Linked DNA regions of Rattus norvegicus: region 1 is linked to region 2. A link is a contact called in public Hi-C data. All regions are on one chromosome and are shown on one strand. Each heading gives the region's core, a stretch centred on a gene start, on an enhancer-like site or on the middle of the called end of the contact. The rest is flanking DNA. Distances are from core to core; before and after follow the strand shown.

Region 1 (5,791 bases), core at 2,789-5,288, 340 kb before region 2:
AAGTGCTAACCAGGCAGGCAGAGAAGACATCTTGATGTTTCCAAGTACAGAGCTGAAGAAGAAGGACTAGTCCCAGCTCTCCAAGTCCACACCAAGACTTTGAGTTTCAATTTCAAATTAAACTAGAACTTTCTCTCTGTTCAAAGGGATGGGGGGAGAAAGTTTAACATCCCCCATCAAAGCTTAAAACCTTCTGGAACTTTTAATAGTTCACATTAAACATCATAGCAAACAAGATGTAAATGGAATAAGAAACAGATGTATCACCATACTCTGGACACACTTATGAATTTTAATTTCAGGAATGCTTGGAGAAAAAAAGAGCTGGTGAGATTATAAATTGATTGTAGCTGTATTACATTAGCTTATAATCAAAACAATCTTTGCCACTCGAACCTAAAAGGTCTGTTTCCAATGAGTTCTAAAGTTTACAGTTGTTCCAGGATCCTTCATATTACCACACTGTTAACTTACTTATGAAATAAAAACTTTTGTGCTGCTTTCTAAGGAAGCATGTATTTCTTGAACAACAATTTTCTTGTTTTTTCTAATTGATTACACATTCAGTATTGTTCTCCTGTAAGCCATCTAATTATTTACACATGATCACCTAAATGACGTGTGGCAGACAACCACACAGGGACATGCATGCCTAATTTTCTTCCACCGGATCTGCAAGAAGAAGGCAAGATACAACAACATTTTAATTTATTTCCTCGCATATACCAACGGTTTTATAATTGTGTGAAAATGTTTTATGGAAAAATTTAAGATCAGAATCCAGTTACATATTCTCAAAGCTGAAGGTTTCAAGGGGGTATTTGTTGGCTTTTCTACTGCACACAGAGTTGGGAAGGAGAACTTAACTTTCAGATTCACTGTGCATGCTCAAATCCAGATGAGTATAGAAAACAGACTGTGCTACTGGGACTGTAGCTTCTGTGCTTCGTGAGACGAACTGCTGCCTGCTCATGAATATGCAAAGCAAGCATAAATATACAAGACACCACAAATGTAGACATGCCCTATGTCTTTTGAACACCACCGGCTGATTCAAAGTTCCAGAACAACTGTCATTGTGATAAGCTGAGCAGTCTCTCCTAGATCCTCATGTAATAACCTCTTCTTTAGAATTCAGATATGACACATCCGAATCAGTTGGAACTAGAGAAGAATGTGTGGACATCTGACCTGGAAGAGCGGTAGCCCTACAATTTACAGAGAAGGCATCTCTCTAGACAATTGGTCTCCATTGGAAAATGTAGCTTTTATTTTATGTACGAGCATTTTGCTTGCAGGTAGTTCTGGGCACTGCATATGTTTAGTGCTCATGGAGGCCAGAGGAGGCATAGGATCCCCTGGAACTGAAGGTACAGAAAGTTGTTAACCACTATGGGAGTTCTGGGGACTGAACCTGAGTCCTCTGAAAGAACAGCCAGTGCTCTCAACTGATGTGCTTTGTCTCTAACCCCTAAAAAATCGTTGCTGGCAATCAGGCAACCTCTCTAGCCAGCCTTGTCTGGCAACAGTGAGACCTGAAGGCAACCCAGTGACAAGACATGGCATCATTAGCTGCCTAGCGGCCAGACATTCCCATTGCCTCCTCTATTACATGTCCCCTGGGCATGTACCAGAGTCCCTATAAAGAGCTCCATTTTCCCTCTCCCAAAGGCAGCCTCTGTGTCCTCTTTGCCCTTCCCTTTTAATAAACTTTCCATACCATGTGATTTTGTTGGAACCCACTGCCTAGTTCCATCCATAGTTATTGCTATTCTACTTAATTGTGTATATATTCTATCCATTTTTACTCTTTTTTTCTTTTTTTTTTTTCCGGGGCTGGGGACTGAACCCAGGACCTTGAGCTTCCTATGTAAGCGCTCTACCACTGAGCCAAATCCCCAACCCCCCATTTTTACTCTTAAGGCCACTACATTCAGCTACAATATTTTAATCTCTAAGGCTTCACTCTCTGGTAATAAAAAATAATGAAGAAAACATTGTTAAATTACATTCTGAACCCTTCTTACCCTATATCCTCTGACCCACGTAACTGAACTTTGAACAAACTTTCCCAACATTCATTCTGTTACGAGTCTGACTGTACTTCATGAGTTCTGCAGGGGATTAATGGATGGGAGAATGTGCTCTCTCTACCCTAAAAGTATGAGACTTTGACATAATGATTATTTGAGCGAGACACTTTTACACAACAGGGGCCATGCTGGAATCTTGCACTCCCTGATCCTTCCAAAAGAAGGTATAAAACTACCCTATGAAAAGTGTATCGTAACTAGAGATCCAGAGTTAAAGCTGAGGAAAACCTTAGACTAGTAACCTTTATCTGTCTGGTTACTTTTTCACTCTTAACTGTCACAGCCCTTTTGCCTTGTCATATTTTCATAATCATCTACACTCTGTCCATTGGGGCCTTTAAGTGTCTTGCTTGAATTGCTCCTTTGGGTCTTTGTTTCCTCACAGTGGCTCCTACAACTTGAAAATTAATATGCATGCTTTACTTCTGTGAATTTGTATCAGGTCACACTAATTCTTAAATCCTGCTAAAGACCCTCAGAGAATACAAGGAAAATTATTTCTTTTCTTACAGTTTCAAAAAGTTCTTTCCCTTGTGCTATGTGGTGACTAGGAAGGAATCTGTAAGATCAGATTGCCAAAAGAAGGGTTAAGATTTCTGCTTTATTGAGGTGGTTTGGTCCCCGTTATGTTATATAGTATGTTGTTAAAGGGGTACACTCGCTGTTCCTGTGTTGAGAACTGCCATATAGCATTCCATGTACTCCCACCTAGTCTAATTCGAATCTCATTGTAACAGTTTCTCTGTCTGCTATTTTCTTTTGGCAGATGGATTTTTTTTTTTAGTACTCTCAATCTTGCTTGTCAACACATGTTTGTACATACAGCAGAGATTTTAGCGTAACACAATTTGACAGCAACCTATTAAGGAAGAAGACCTCTGAAGAGCTCAGCCCCCAGTCGCTGAAGACTACTAGCAACGGCTAACAGGAGGCAGATGAAGCTGGTAGTTGACATCAGTGCTTCTGCATTTTCTTCTCACTGCTATGCAGCTTGCATTAGTGGTCTGGTTATGCTACATATTTATCTGCCTTCCTAAGTCCTTTGAAAAACAGTCTATATCTGGGGGAGGGGAATCTGAATATTTTTACACACCTTACGGATTTTTTGTGCAAGTTCAGAATGACCAGCATTGTAAACCTGCTTAAATGTGTGTGTGTGTGTGTGTGTGTGTGTGTGTGTGTGTGTGTGTGTGTAGGGATAGATTGATTATGAAGGAAGACCTAAGGGGTACAGGTATTGTCCTTATTAGCTGTAGTAACACAGGGCCCAGCAGAAGGAACAATGAGGGTAAGATTCGATATGGGCAGGGAAGTATGAGGAATTGACTTTAGCTACAAATTATGAATAATGTTTTCTTCTTCACCACCTCTCCTTTAAGACACCAGTTGTTAGAGTCTCATCTGACGTCCCAGATGGCATTTGGTCTTCTGGGAAAGATCAAAAGGTGCCTGTGGAACTTGAGCACAAACAGCATTCCAGGTTCTCTGCTAAGCAGATCAATAGCAGAACCATGTGAGAAATGAGAACGCACTTTTGAAGTCGGTTCAGCTGTGGGTCTGGAACATGTCCAGTGTCAACAGTTAGAGAGCCAGGGGAAGGCTGGATAAAGAAGAAAGATGCTGTCCGATGTTCACCCATGTTTATCAATGGGTCCCTTTCACTTTCAGGGAAATGCTTGCCTTGCAATTCTTTTTCTACAGATGCCTATTTTGCGGGAGTTAAAGTGGCAGATAATGACTTTTTCCCTAAGACCTGTTTTTATTTTAAAGGTACCCCCCCTGTGGCAATAGAATTGGTTTTTCCTCTACATTAATTCCTAAAGATATCAGCAATCACAGAACACAATTTTGCCTCCCATTTTTCAGTAAACATTTGGACTGTCCATTACAGACCAGACGCTAAAGAACACAGCCTGGCTTTGACTCTTTTTTTTTCTGGGAGATTGTAGACTGGAGAAGAAGAAGATGAACACCAACTCTTATCCTAGAAACTCTGGAATGTATACCCTAGCCCAACATGGGTGGATAGCTGATTATGTCTGCTATGCAATTACAGCAAATTCATATAAGGCAACATATCATTTGCTTTTGTCTCCAGTATCTTGCTGTAATATTTGAAATGCAACTTTTTAAATGCTTTAAATTCTGTGCCTTTTGACAATGCAGAGTGTTTAAAGCTGAACTTTAGCTTCAGAGTCTAGGCTGTTCTGAGGAGATTTATAAACTGTTCCCAGAGACGCATTTACATATACGGGGAATATTATAGAACTGGCTGAATCTTACACACACATACATATTTCCCACCCTAGATCCTGAGTCCTATTTACACTATTATTTATGAGACAGTGACAAGGAAAGGCGTTTCACCCTTCTCTTGCAGACCTATAATTTTTCATATGCTTTAGGAGAGAAGATGTGATGAGAAGGAGAAGTGAGGACTGGACAGAATTGCCATAAATTGTAGGATATGTTAGGATAAAGGAGTAACTACATACAAGAAAAAGCTATATAAGAATTAAGTATTAGAGAAAGTCATCAAAACTCATTTTAATTTTTAGGGCAAACATTGTTACAACATGAAAAATGACTAAAATGTTTGATAAACATTTTTCTAACATAAGGCTGTGGCTTTTCTAAAATAATGTCAAGTTCAAAATCTAAGAAAAGAAGTTATTGATGTTTAATAATATCTTCCATGAGATCACTTATAAAACTTTGTGGCTTGGGGCTTAGAAATATTTCCAAAATAATGGAGTGAGACACTTCTCCCTAACTCCCCATCTAACTACAACTTAAAATTATATACATTATAATTACAACAAACAAACATTTTTTAAAAAGTGAAAACTTTAAAGCACAAACATGACGAGGTAGACTGTCCAGAGAACTTGGACCTGAGGGGTATAAACCCATGAGACTCCTGAATGCACTTCTTGTCTCGTTTATCCCAGACTTGTGGTTGAAAGAGCCAGCCTCCTGGAAACAATAATGAATGCAGAGAAAAATAAAAACAGAAGCTAAACAGAAAGGAAAACCAGCCAGAGCACGATTTCTTTAGGCAAAATACTATGAAAGAGGGAACCAAGAAAGGAAGAACTGTTAAAGAATAACTTCCCTAATTTAGGAAAACACCACAGGGCAGAGGGGAGATCCTGAGAGAGAGCTGAGCCTACATTCCAAGGGGCTAAGACTCCAGTCTCATGAAGTCCCCATAAAGTGTTTCAGTGTTCTCTGGGCTAGTGCCAGGGAAAACCAAGAGGGTTCTGTTGGCTGGTAATAAGACGTTTCCTGTCCACTGTGTTAGTGAACAGTATGTGAGAACATCAAACTCCAATATCTGATTATCAACAAGGTCCACTGTACTTTGCATATATCAATAAAATCCAATGGGGAATGGGTCATTTAACACCTACTTGGTGCTAGGCAACCATTTATCTTCTTGCAGGATCAGTGATAAAAGAAAATGCTAGCCAAAACAAGCCTAAAAGATTTAAATATCGGCCATTCAAATGGCTGAGAAGTACCTAAAAATGTTCAACATCCTTAGGCATCAGGGAAATGCAAATCAAAACAACGCTGAGATTCCACCTCATACCAGTCAGAATGGCTAAGAACAAAAACTCAGGTGACAGCAGATGCTGGCAAGGATGTGGAGAAAGAGAAACACTCCTCCATTGTTGGTGGGATTGCAAGCTGAT
Region 2 (5,843 bases), core at 1,976-4,475:
GCACACGTCAGTGTTTACATAAACGAAAGCTATCAATTAATTCTGTTGTATAGTTACTTGGCTATTAGTGTCTCGGAGGTCAGCAGTACACAAATATGATGGAGAAATTACCCTAAAGGTAAAGTCTCCACTCAGTCACATCAGACTTAAGGGTGATCTAGGGTATGGAAAAGGAGGAGGGGGTCTGGAAACTTACTGTGTGTGTCATTATATCTTGCTTTGTCCTTTTTGCCACCAAAAAGAGCGGCAGCAGCTTTCTTAAAGAAATTCTTAGCTGGGCTTGACAAGTGGAAGTCTGGAACTGTGTGGCAACAGCTAGAAGAGAGTCTGTCTGGAGTGAAGCCCTGTGGAACCAGAAGAGACAGTCAGAAACCTCTCCAGCAACCAGGGCAATGGCACGCAATTTTAAAGAAAGGCCAAAGAGTGTGCTGACCTGCAGAAAGAAGTCATGCCGAATGATGTCATCCAAACTGGGGCGGTCCTCTGGGTTTTTGGACAGCATGCTGGCTATCAAGTGCTTGGCGGGGGCCAGTAATGAAGACGGCATTGTATATCTTGCTTCTCTTATGCACCTGTACGTTTCTTTCAGATTTGTTGTTTCGAATGGAGGTCTTCCTAGCAGCATTGTATACCTGGATACACAGAAACATGTCTTCAGAAATGGTCAAGAAGGAACTCTTTGAGCAATCACCACTGAGTCAGATTTGCTATTTTCTTTTAGGCATTCTGGTGCATTTACTTACATTACACAGCCTAAGGCCCAGATGTCTGATTCACAGCCATGTCCTTGTTTGTTGAGGACTTCAGGGGAGAGATAATTTGGGGTTCCACATATTGTTCTGAGAAGACAGAATATAGCACAATCTCGTTAGGAACTATGACTTTAATTAAACTTGTTCCACCGGGGATGACTCAGTGGGAAATGAAACTTGAAATTCTTTGCTCAATTTCTACTTAACTATTTCTTTTTAGTGCTTTTATTTGACCCCAAGCTTCTTTTGGTTCTGTGTACAATTTTCTCAGCCCATATGACAGAGTGTTTTTAACCAAATGAGACCAGATAGTGTGTGTGTGTGTGTGTGTATCAGACAAACTTAAGCATTTATTTTATTGATTGCCTTAATAATCAATTCAGAGGTGTAAGTTACCTAACACAGAGTGGACATTGGCTCCTTTTCAATAACACTGCTGTGGTGTGCAGACTGTGGTGTGAACTTACTTTCTGTGAACTAATAATAGGGGTGTATTTGGTCTCCACAAAACCCAGGCAGGACATGACTCTCACCTCCTTCTGTGTTCCAAAGGTTCCAGTCTGGCAGCCAAGCCGAAGTCTCCAACCTTCAGCTCCATGGCCTCATTAATAAAAAAGTTCCCTAGAAGGTAAACAAAACCAAGTGTGAACTCCCTTGGAGGCCTGCATCATCCACACTGTCCACCGAAGGCACCCAGATCCCAGTTTGCAACACTAAAAAGCCCAGAGACTGGAAAGCCCTACCAGTCTCTAGCCCCTCCCCCAGCTGCTGCAGCAAAAGGCTTACCTAGCTTGAGATCCCTATGCAAGATTTCTTGTTCGTGAAGATACTTGAGTCCCGACACAATCTGCCTGAGGTAGTATCGGACTTCTGGCTCTGTCAACACCTTTCTTGCTTTCAAGATATGAGCCATGGACTAGGAAGAGAAAGGGGGAAGGGTAAGGGAGAATTTGTCAAATGAAGTTACGTAGATCAAGCTTCCCTTTGCTGGACTAGTGATGCAGGCTCATATTGTGGGAGAATAATTAACTGTCACGGCTAAAACCGCAGATAGAATGTAATGCAAATACCACCCGGGCTTTCTGTTAGCAAGCGCACTGACCCAGGAGTTAACACTCACCCTTCTACTGCAGTACTCCAAGAGGATGTAAATGTTTTCTTTGTCTTCAAAGTAGTGGTAAAACTGCACTACATGCTTATGGTGCAGGATTCTGTGAAGCTCAATTTCTTTGTCGATCTAAGGAAAAAAAAAGCAAGATAAGGCTTATTAGCCTCTCGTCTTGTCTGGAGAGACAGTGCTTACACATTCAGAAGACATTTTTCTAACAGGGTAGGGCCATCCCTGCACACAAAGAAAATACTTTACTCAACAGTCATACGCACCTTTTCCCTTTGATGAGGTTTAGCTACTCTGCTGTGAGGGATAATTTTTGCAGCGTAGACTTTGTTGTTTGTCAGATCTGTCATTTCGTAACACTTTGCAAATCCACCCTGGGAGGAAACAAAGGCGAGATGGAATTGAGCATGACAAAAAGAAAAAAGAAAAAAAAAAAGAAAAAAGAAAAAAAAAACCCGAAGGACCAACGTTTAAAATAAGTGATTATCAAGAAAAAAAATGGGGGGCGGGAGCAAAAAATTGAGGAACAGAGAGGGTGGGCAGAGCGAAACAATCTGCTTTGTAAAATGGTTTTTCAGGAAGGGAAAGGCATTCCTGGAAACCAGTCCAGTTTTCTCGTTTCCCCTTTACAACGAACTCTAAGGAGAAGGGAATGGAAGGGAGAAAGGGTGGAAAAATGCCCTCTGAAGAAATTTGACAGGCTAGCTCCCCCGGGATCAGGTAGTGAGAGCCCGGGTCAAGGTAGAACGTCCTGAGTCCTCCTTCGTAGACTGGGAGGAAAACAGACTGAGGATGCACACCGGATCCCCAGCGCTCAGAAGCCCAGGAGGGCAGGAGTGGGACCTATGTCGCTCAGGGAACTAGACAGCTGAAGGAGCGAGAAAAGCGGGCGCTGAGTCCCGGCTCGCTCAGCTTGCCCGGGCAGCCCGCCCTCCCGCCCCGCAGCCTGGCGCCCGCGGCTCCTCACCTTGCCCAGCACTTTGCCCCGGCAGTAGCGCTTCCCCGTCGTGGGGTCGACTATAATCCGCGAGATCTCGGGTCCGGAGTGAGAATGGTGATGATGGTGGTGTGGGGCCGCCGGGGTCACCTGGGCTTGGGACTGCCCGTCTTCAGAAGGCTGCTGCGGTCGCTTCTTCTTTGAGTCCCCGCCGCAAGCTTTGCCCAGCGCCTGCTCGCACATCTTGGTGCCGGCGGCCGGCTGGTAGGTGATAGTCCGCAGGAGCTCCATCGTTGCCTCGCTACCCGACACTACCTACTGCCACCTCCGAGGCGCGGACACGCGTCCGGTCTAGCCCTGTCCCTCGAGCCCCAATCGCTCTCCCTACTCTCTAGTCCGACGTCCGGCTCCTCTTCTGCGAGCGAGAGCCAGCAGCGAAGCTTTAAATACGCGCCTGCTGGGTGGGGCGGGGCCTCGTGACGTCACGAAGAGGGCTCCACCCACCCGCCCTGGAGTGCGCACTGTGGATAGATGCGGGGTAGCTGCGTGGCTATCGCGGGCTTTGGCCTGGCTTGGAGGCGGCGGTACGCAAAGCTCCCGCGTTTCGTCGAGTGCCCTTACTTTGGGCGTAGAAAACAGAAACTCAAGGGCGAACGCCCTGTCTCGGTTCTGGCCCGGTGGGGATGCGGGGTAGCAGCCAGGCGAGAGGCAAGGTTGGCACTGCCCTCCTGACAGCCGTGCAACCCGACACGGGTGTCATCCAGCGAGCCACTCGTGGCTGCACAGGGAGACACGAAGCGCTTGGGGACCTCGGCCACCTCCACCTAGACTCCAGTCTAGGACCCCGTGGACGGGGAGGCTCAGTGGCTGGCCCCGCGGAACCCGGCACCAGGCAGACTCAGAGCAGCTGAGGAACGAGGTGCAATCCTGGTCGGAGATCCGGGTGACCTGCTGTGGCGTGGGAAGTATCTGAGCTCCCTGCAGCCTCTTCCTTTCGCCTGATAAGTGACCCCTGTCAGAGGCCAGGCTCTTAACCTTGGAGAGGAGCGAGGACTTGACGCCCGGCGAAGGTTTGGTACGCAACAAGTCTAAGCAAGATCGCCATCCTGTGGAATTTTTCAGAAAAACGATTAACGGTCTGAGTGGGCCGAGGTTCGTTAGCAGCAACTTGAGCTTCAACAGTAACGCTAAACGTGTTCTGTTGCTAATTATGATTTTACAGTTGAAGTCATCTATGACTTCTTGTTCCAACTAGGTGATTCAGATTGCGTGGATCTCATGTCACTAAGCGATGTCACCGCCCTGGTACAGAGTCAATCCAAGGTCCCACTGTGGGGTAAAGCAGAAAATGAAGGCAGCTGAGCTAAAGTGTGGCTGTCAACAAGCTCGATTTTACTGTTCATTTCTAATAACTCAGAGACTTATCCTTCTTTCTTCCAACGGCAGTGGTGCCAGCGCTTCTGGAGTACTGTTCACTGGGGAATTAAACTCTGGTAGCTATTTCGAAATGTCTCTATCATCTTAATACAATCCCGAATCAGAAATACGGCCATATTAGAGGAGGGAAAAATATTTTCCTTCTACCCTTCTAAATTATCGCTGTGGTTCCTCAAACAGGGCAGAGTAAGTGCAGAAACATAAGCTTATTCCTTCACAGCGAAACGAGTACCCTCCGACGTGGCTTGGAATTGAGCTTTGAATGCCATCGGAGGCAAAACACGAGTGTGGGGAAAGACAGGAAAGGAAGAAAATAACCAGGGAGTAAATAACCTAGACCTTTGTTACTGTTTTTCACCGAGAAGATTGTTACTTAGAATCATTGTTTTTGTCTAGTTCGGGGGACTTTCTCAGGACTCGAGACTTCTTTTAATAAATGTGATTTTTTTTTCCTTACAAAAGAGCAGTGCGCCATTTTCAGGTCTTCCGTGTTTACCCACCTTTGAATTCACTTCAAACATCCTGACTCAGCAATATATTGAGGGTGACCTATTCTAGTTTCCCGCGGGCATATTTTGAAGTGACATAGTCTAGTCTACAATTTCCCATCTTACAGGTTAAGAAACTTGGTCCTAGACAATTTAAATAGCTATTATCAATACATTTTTCCTAGAGCCATGAGGTTTTGTTAAGCCAACTACATGCCCACCTGTTGTCTCAGTTGACAGTTTGTAAGCAGTTACTTTGCACAGGCTTCCTGTCTTCCAAAAATACACAGGCCTTTAATAAAATACCAAGGCTGAGTCCTTGCCAACTGGGAAAGAATGACACATAGACTTCCAAGTAAGGGTAAATGGGGTTTCCTCCAGACCACTATCAAACATAGGTAAATCTAGTCTTAACAGTTAAAACGACATTCACCTCAGGTACTCCAAAAACTATCCAAGCACGCTTCCTTAACATTGCAGAGTGGACAAGGCAAGATACTCTCTGTCTTAGTGCTTTAGCTCACTGCAAGCCCGGGCATGTTGTTCACAAAGGATAGGAGACTTTAACCCAAGATTATCCCAGGTTTGAATAATAGGGAGGCGGGGCTGGAAGTGGAGAAGCAGAATTACACAACTCCCCTGCTTTATTCATAAACTTGGCTATGACCTTTGTTCCCCAGCCTGGACGAAACCGTTGGATAGGCCTCCTGGTTGAAGAAGACCACCTTACTTTCCCAGAGAGAGTTTTGCTCTAATGTGTGTGTTTGTGTGTGTATGTGTGTGTGTCTTACAATTCAAGGACTGAAAGAACAATTAAGACTTTTTTTAATTTCAATTTTGTGTCATACACTATTACATATTTTTCTGGGGATGCTATAGTATTAGACTGTTGAACATACCATGTGAAATTCAGTTCTACCAAAAATACACAGGCATTTAATAAAACACCAATGCTGAGTCCTTGCCAACTGGGAAAAAATGATTTTCTTTATGGTAGTGCCATCGTGTGGACAGACTTGAAACTGTAGTCCATACAACACAAAGCTACTCCCCACTGGTCATAAACCTCTAATTACAAAGCATTTCTCTGTAGATCTTTCTCTGGAGTTTTG

What was found. A called contact is a pair of places that touch in the nucleus more often than the background predicts.
Region 1: a Hi-C map of liver shows a contact between it and region 2, with 7 times the contacts expected there. The contact joins the enhancer-like site here to the promoter of Plk2 in region 2. A contact is called at or near these places in 8 of 12 Hi-C or Micro-C datasets (the A7r5 cell line, the Rat2 cell line, Schwann cells and 4 more) and 1 of 1 datasets of contacts at active chromatin or transcription factors (oligodendrocytes).

The regions. Positions count from the first base shown.
Region 1 is chr2:44,042,813-44,048,603 of GRCr8, reverse strand. No RefSeq gene overlaps it. Among named protein-coding and RNA genes, the nearest start is that of Plk2, 340 kb to the right of the region's middle. Within about 2 kb of position 4,038, at least 5 of the 93 cell types and tissues checked have an H3K27ac peak or open chromatin away from gene starts, as enhancers often do. A contact at or near this core is called in liver, where this site is marked.
Region 2 is chr2:43,699,918-43,705,760 of GRCr8, reverse strand. It overlaps Plk2 (polo-like kinase 2), which reads right to left and starts at 3,225. Exons shown (of 14, transcript NM_031821.2): 1 at 2,837-3,225; 2 at 2,136-2,243; 3 at 1,873-1,989; 4 at 1,539-1,668; 5 at 1,286-1,373; 6 at 744-839; 7 at 434-632; 8 at 197-344. The coding sequence starts at 3,097.